2 separate regions of the Pan troglodytes genome follow, and region 2 is linked to region 1. The links are chromatin contacts, called in public HiChIP or PLAC-seq maps. All regions are on one chromosome and are shown on one strand. The core of a region is the stretch at or near the end of the contact, and the rest is flanking DNA. Distances in the headings are between cores, read along the strand shown. Region 1 holds the start of SERINC2 (serine incorporator 2). Region 2 holds the start of ZCCHC17 (zinc finger CCHC-type containing 17).

Region 1 (3,676 bases), core at 767-3,266:
ATCCTAACTATGCAGTTCTTCATCCTTTCCCTGTGCAACCTTAGGCAAGTCAGCTATCTTCTCCGGGCGGCAGTCTTCTCATCTGTAAACAGACGGTTTGAGCAGTCCTATCTGCTCTCAGCATTGTAGAATGCTGTAACTCAGAGACCAGCACTTGGCTTTGCATTGTCTCCAAATGGAATTCTCCACCCACCTTTCTTTGATGTTAGCAATAATTCCCACAAGGAGCACTCACGATATGCCAGGAGCTGTGCCTCATCTCCCAACAGCATTGTGAGAAAGGCCCTGTTACTGTCAACTGCCAGATGGGGTGACCAAGGCACACAGGGCTGGCAGGCTGCCCCTCAACATCTCCACCCCCAGGCCAGCCCAGCAAGGCCTGTGCCTCACCAGGTGCAACCGATGGAAATCAGGTCTACTGTGGAAGCTCTGCCTCCCTCACCAGGAAGCAAACCCTTGTTGGCAGAGACCTGGCCCAAACCTTGAATTCTTTGGGCTGGGAGGGATTTCAGGCACCAGCTTGATTCCTCCTCCTGCACACGCATATGCACACGCACACACACACACGAAAAATGGAGGCCTAATGAGGCGAGATACTCTCTTGCCTCTCTGTGCTGTCTATGCTGATCTCATTCTCAGAAAATGGCTGTAAAGTAAATCTCTAGACCCTCAGCTCTCCCCTACACCCCCTCCTCTCTCTCTCTCTCTCTCTCTCTCTCTCTCACATACACACACACACACACACACACACACACACACACACACACCCGTCAGGGACAAAGGAAAGCGAGTCCCGAGATTCAGCAGCCGCTGCAGCCCCTTCTCCCTCTCAGGGCCTCTTTGTGTGGGGCCAGAGGGGGAGGGGGCTGCCTGAATGAACCTCAGATTTAATGAGGGGAAGAGGGAAGGAGAGGGGGGCTGGGGAAAGGGAAGGGAGAACGGGCCTCCCAGCCGGGGTCTTGCTGGAGCCCCTCCCCTCTGCGGCTGCAGCTACAGAACAGAGGTTGGCCTCCCCACAGGTCCCGAACCCGCGACCGGGCACTCCCCGCGCACACCCGAACCTCCCTCGATTCCTGCTCTCCCAACCCAGAGTTCCGCCAGGTGGTCCGTGACGACCCGCACCCGCCTCACTCGAGGGCAGCTAAGAAAGTCCGGGGCTCCCTCCCCTCCCATCCCAGTCTCCGCGCTGGGGCCCAGATGGTCCGGGGCGAGCTGGGGAAGTGCCTGAGAGGCAGCGCGAGCCAGACTGAGGACGGTAAAGGGGCCGCAGAGAGACTGAGGGACGGACGGGCGGACGGGCAGACGGACAGAAGACAGCAGACGGACAAAGATAGTCGGACGAACGACGGACACAGACAGGAACCAGACAAATACGAACGGACAGGCGGAGCCCGAGCGACAGGAACAGGCGGACTGGCAGGCGGCCAGAGGGGTAGGGCAGGGCACTCGCCAGGAGGGACGGGGCCCGGCCGACCCACACAGAGAACCAGGGCGTCCGGGACGGGGACAGAGGCCACCCCGAGGACCGCCCCAAGTGGGGCGACGAGGGCCCACAGAGCTGCCCCGACCCCGGGCTCCAGGCTCAGTCTCTCCAGGTCCCAGGAGGGCGCCCGCCAAGGGCACTCCCCTCCTGCCCGCGGAAACCCGAGCCGGGACCGCAGCTGCCCGGCGCCTGCCGGCCAGGACTGAGCAGGGGGACGGGGGCAGCGGGATCCGGGTGCCGAGTGAAGGTCCGGGAGGGCGAGCAGGCGGGGCACCGGCCCAGAAAGACAAGTTTGCAGGAAGGAAAAAGAAGAAACTACTCGGAGCAGAACAGAAGAAAGTGAGGGCCCGCAGCAGGAACGGGCGGCGCGCGCGGGCGGGCGCCGGGGTCGGGACTCACGCAGCTGAGCAGGGAGCAGGCTCCCAGGCAGGCCCCCATGGCGGCGGCTCCGGGCTTCGAGCGCCCGGCGCTGGGCGCGGGGAGCGGACCTCGGGATCCGGGTGCCAGGCCTGGCCCCTCCCCGGCCCCGGCCCCGCCCCGGCCCCGCCCCACCTACCGAAGCCGCTCGACGCTTTCCGGCGGCGCTCGGGGCCTCCCCAGACTCACCTGGGGCAGGTGCGCCAGGAGGGACCCTAGGGAAGGGGGCGGTCGGGGATTCCCGCGGCCACGCGAGCGGCGCAACCTGACCCAACCGTGGCCCGGGCTCGCATCCTGCTCCAAAGTGAGCGTTCGGAAATCGACCTCGGTTTGAGCCCGTGTGACCTCAGGACACTGTCACCCTTGGGAACAGAAGCCAAGAGGTGGTCACCGCTGACTCCTCAGTGCTTGGCGCAGGGCGTCTGCTCAATACGTAGATGCTGAGGTTGAATGCTGAACGACTGGATAAAGAAACTTCGGCAAGTCACTGCACCTCTATGAGCCTCAGTTTCCCGGTCTGTAAAGTGAGGATACATACCTCACAGGGTGGTTACAACACATGGTAGGTGCTTGACAAATGTAAGCCCCCATCGTCACTGTTTTCTTCTTCCTTTTTAAGAGACAGGGTCTTGCTCTGTCACCCAGGCTGGAGTGCAGTGGTGCAAACATAGCTCACTGCAGCCTCGACCTCCTGGGCTCAAGTGATCCTCCTGCTTCGGGCTCCTGAGTAGCTGGGACTACAGGTGCATGCCACCATGCCCACCTACTGCTTCTTCTAAGACCCCAGCCTCTCACTCTAAACCCATCCTCCCTTCTCTCCATCTGTTCTTCAAACTCCACTGACTCCCAACAGCCTGCTGGGAGCTACACACTCCCTACAGCCACCCCTGCTTGGTGGCTTATCACTCCCTAGGGATGCCCAAACTGGTCCCTAGCTAAGGAGGTCAGAAGGCGGGGAGGGGCGGCCACATTCCTGACAGATGGCTTTCCAGGGGTAGGTGTGAGAGACCCAGAAGTAGGGCTCTGTAATTAGTCTCCCTTCACCCTTAGCCCTGTCCTCAGCCACCTCTGGACAAGATAATGTTAGGGAAAGAAGTCTCTGTGCCTCGAAGCTGGCCCCAGGGCCAAAGAGCTGGTTGACTGCATCCTTGGCTGATTCACTGGGCGCCAGGCTTAGCCATTAATTGCACCAGGACTGTTCCACAAACACACCTTACACTTTCCCTCCTCCGCACTTTTGCCCACACAATGCCCTCCTCTTTTTTTTTTTTTTTTTTTTTTTTGAGACAGGGTCTCACTCTGTCACCCAGGCTGGAACACAGTGGCCCAATCATGGCTCACTGCAGCTTCAACCTCCTGGACCCAAGTGATCCTCCCACCTCAGCCTCCCAAGTAGCTGGGACCACCAGTGTGTACTACCACACCCAGCTAATTTTTTAAAAATTTTGTGTAGAGATGAGGTCTCCTTATGTTGTCCAGGCTAGTCTCGAACTCCTGGGCTTAAGCAATCCTCCTGCCTTGGCCTCCCAAAGTGCTGGTATTACAGATGTGAGGCACTGCACCTGGCAGATACCCTCCTCTTAAAGGTCCTTCTCCTTATCCCTCTTTCTCCCCTTTGAAGCTTGCTCACATGCCATACCTCTCAGTGAAGAGAGCCACCACCCTCACCCCCAACCCACTACCTGGTTCCATTAGGAATGAACATCCTCCTGATTCCCCCAAGCCTCCAAACAATATGGGCCTCCCTTATGGCCTCACAAACAACCTGAGCACATG
Region 2 (3,676 bases), core at 865-3,364, 120 kb after region 1:
GTTAATTCACCTGTTCTTCACCATTAAATGTTGGAACTAGTCAAGGTTCTGACTTAGCTGACCTTACCCACACCTATGGCTCAATTCATGTATATACAAATTATGCCCAATTTTATATTCCCAACACAAATCTCTCTTCTGAGCACAAAGCTGTATTTCAAACTGCCTCTTGGATGTCATGAATGACCCCACACAATCAATCAATCAATCAATCAATCAAAACTGGTCTCAGCTGGGAGCAGTGGCTCAGGCCTGTAATCCCAGAATTTTGGGAGGCTGAGGCAGGTGGATCACTTGAGGCCAGGAGTTGGAGACCAGCCTGGCCAATATGGTGGAACCCCATCTCCACCAAAAATACAAAAATTGGCCGGGCACAGTGGAGGCGCCTGTAATCCCAGCTACTGGGGAGGCTAAGGCAGGAGAATTGCTTGAACCTGGGAGGTGGAGGTTGCAGTGAGCCAAGATTGCACCACCACACTCCAGCCTGGACGACAGAGCAAGAACCTGTCTCAAAAAAAAAAAAAAAAAAAAAAAAAAACTGGTCTCTAATCATCTTCTAGTGTTCCCTATCCAGCTTGAGGGATTCCGTGATAGTGAGTGAATGGTACCACCATCTATTCAACTACATAAGCCAGAAACCTAGGAGTTACCTTTGATTCCTCTCTTCACCCCCTAAAATCAACCCATCACCAAGTCCCACCCATTTTACCTCCTATATACCTCTAGAATCTGTCCAATTCTCTGCAGTTCCACCCATATCTCAGTCCTCACTGACATCTCTGACCAGGATTACTGCATATCCCAAGTGGTCCACATACATCCACTAGGGCTTCCCCAACCCCAGTCTGTTCACACCACTGTGCCTGAGGGATCAAGCCCCCTCCTCCACCACACCCCACTGGGGGAAGACGGCTCAGTGGTATCTCATCCGTTTTAAAATAAAAGCTACAAATTCCTGCAAGGTCTGACCGCTATCACGTACAGCTTCATCTTGTACCATACTCCCTTCATTCTCTTTGTACCAGCCACACTGGCTCTTTGTGCTTTTAGTCATTTTCCTCCCAAGTGCCTCAGGGCTCTGAACAAGTAGTTCTCTATGGAAGGTTCTGCCTTCACCTCTTCACCTAATTAATTACAATACTTCCTGCAGCTACCAGCGCAGGCATCTTTTCCTCTGAAAAACCTTCCTGCTTATTTCAGGCACTCATAGCATCAGGCAGCAGTAGGAGGCATTTCCATGTATTAGTGAGGTCATTGTTTAACGTTTTCCCCACCAGAGTTAAACGCCCTGAGAGTAGGGACCGTGTCCGGTTCACAACATACCCCCAACGCGCTGCTAAATAAATATCAGCAGGACGACTGAGGCAATGACCACGTTCATGGGCATGAGTCTCAAATTTCTCAACAAGACTGTGCTCTGGAGAAGGAGTCGGACATTTCCTTCATCACTGTCTCTCTCAGGGGGGCATACAGTAGGCCCTGATCAAAAACTGCAAAATCAGTGGCAGAAACAAGTCAGCCTCCTCGGCCAAATGGGGCACCGGAGGAGGCTGGGACGCAGGCCTTTCTCCCTGGGAATGCCCGGCACAGGACTGGCCACGATGGGCGCTCTTGAAGAAGGGAGCCGCAGGGGCTGGGTCTTGCCGCCAGAGACCCCAAGGCTCCGCTCCTGCCCCGAAAGGGAGCCCAGGCTACTACTTACCACAGCTGGGGACTCGGGGCCCGCCTCCCACCCCTTGCTATCAGCACCCTCAGCTGAGAAGGGCAGGTTCAGACTGCACAACCGAGGCGTCGCCTCCAGACTCAGGCAGCCACCCACCCCGTTCTTCCTCATACGTACTAGGCGTCAGCTCCAGGTCCCCGAGTCGCGGCGCTGAACTAAACGCCGACCCCAGTCAGCCAGCGCGTTTCCACCCACAAGACCCAGCGCGCCTAGGGCGGTCGCCAGCTCCGTCCACCAATCCTGGTATCGCACTCTCATGACGTCAGAAAGATATGCCCAATAACAAGAGACTATCCGAGGGCGGTGCAAATGGGAATATTGAAAGCCGATTGGTTCTTCCAAGCTGGAAGTTGTGGAGGAAGGACTAAGTTGGAACCAATTGCGTGGCGCCTGAGAGTGTCAGCGCGGTCAGTGGCGGCGCTGAAGAGACCGGTTGCCGCCATGATAGAACAGCAGAAGCGTAAGGGCCCAGAGTTGCCGCTGGTTCCAGTCAAGCGGCAGCGGCATGAGTTGCTGTTGGGAGCGGGGTCTGGCCCAGGAGCCGGGCAGCAGCAGGCGACGCCGGGAGCTTTGCTGCAAGCGGTAAGTGAAGAAGCAGGCGGCCTTTGGCCCTCAGCTCATCTTCCTCCCCTCAGAGCGCTGATCCCCGACACTTTACCGCATTGCGGGGGCAGAACGAGAGTTTCTACGCAGAGTTAAAGCACATAAACACTGTAAAAGCTCCCCATAGCCTGCGAATGCTGCGTACGTGTTCCCCCGTTTGGCGCCCGTTTTCAGCCTCTCGACTGCCCTGAGATAGCATTAGAATTAGAGTTGAGGACCTTGGGCTCAAAACCCTGACCCGGGTTTAAGCATCCTGACTCTAACATGGATCTGGCATAGAATAAAAATTCCGAAGAGTTTGTAGAATGAATGAATGAGGGAGGGAAGAAAAAAGGGAAATGATTTGTGTTGGCTCGTTTTGGGACTTTGGGCAAGTTGCTTTTCCCTTTATTTCTCTGCACTAGTATTATTAGCAACTAAATAGCAGCTAACATTCATTGACTGTTGTACTAAAGTGTTTCGTATATGAAATTTCCATTGATCTTGGTAGCAGCCTGTTAGGAACGTTATTAACCCATTTTGCAGATGGAAAAACAGACTTACCAAGTACGTGATAGAAGCAGATTTCGAACTGAGAAACCATGCTCCTAACTACATTTTTTGTAAGATAGAAATAGTGATCACACTTCTAATGTCCTGTTTAGGCTCAGACGAGGAAATACGAGTGTCCTCACATCTCCTCAATAAATCCTGCTGGCACCGTGCTCAAAATAGGTCTAGAATTGCTACTTCTACCATCTCCATCATTGCCTCATGGCCTAAGCCATTATTATCTCATCTGGCATTTTTGTAGTGGGACCCTAACTGGTCTTCCACTTTCTGCCTTTGTATCAGCGCCTGTTACCAAGCCAATAACCAGAGGAATCCTTCTAAACATCAGATCACATTACACTCTGCAGAAAACTTTCTGGTGGCTTTGTACTTCATCCAGAGTAAAAACCAAAATTCTTGTAATTATTTGCCCTCTTTCCCTTTACCTCTCTTACCAATTTCTTATTGCTCACCTGGCTTCAGTTACACTCTGTTCCAAGCCTCTGCCTCAGGACGTTTGCATTTGCTGTCCTCTCTGTGGGATTGCTCTTCACAAATGTTTACATGGTTTACTATTCAGCTCCTGTGAATATTTGCCCAAATGTAATTTTTTCAGTGAGGATTTTCCTGACCACCCTATTTTAAATTGCAGTGCCACATACTGTGGAACCCACATTGCTTCTCTCTCTCTCTTTTTTTGTTTTTTTGTTTTTAGACAATCTCTCTGTGTTGACCACTGGCTCAGTGCAGCCTCCACCACCTGGGCTCAAGTGATCCTCCTGCCTCAGCCTCCTGAGTAGCTGGGACCACAGACACACA

What was found. HiChIP or PLAC-seq counts read pairs in DNA pulled down with a chosen protein or histone mark.
Region 2: a contact with region 1 is called in an H3K4me3 HiChIP or PLAC-seq map of stem cell-derived excitatory neurons, with 3 times the contacts expected there. The contact joins the promoter of ZCCHC17 here to the promoter of SERINC2 in region 1.

What each region holds. Positions count from the first base shown.
Region 1 is chr1:199,564,093-199,567,768 of NHGRI_mPanTro3-v2.0_pri, forward strand. It overlaps SERINC2 (serine incorporator 2), which reads right to left and starts at 2,017. Exons shown (of 10, transcript XM_016957919.4): 1 at 1,883-2,017. The coding sequence starts at 1,921.
Region 2 is chr1:199,680,387-199,684,062 of NHGRI_mPanTro3-v2.0_pri, forward strand. It overlaps ZCCHC17 (zinc finger CCHC-type containing 17), which reads right to left and starts at 2,115. Exons shown (of 8, transcript XM_001158971.6): 1 at 1,841-2,115. SNRNP40 (small nuclear ribonucleoprotein U5 subunit 40) reads left to right here and starts at 2,165. Exons shown (of 10, transcript XM_003307937.6): 1 at 2,165-2,305. The coding sequence starts at 2,165.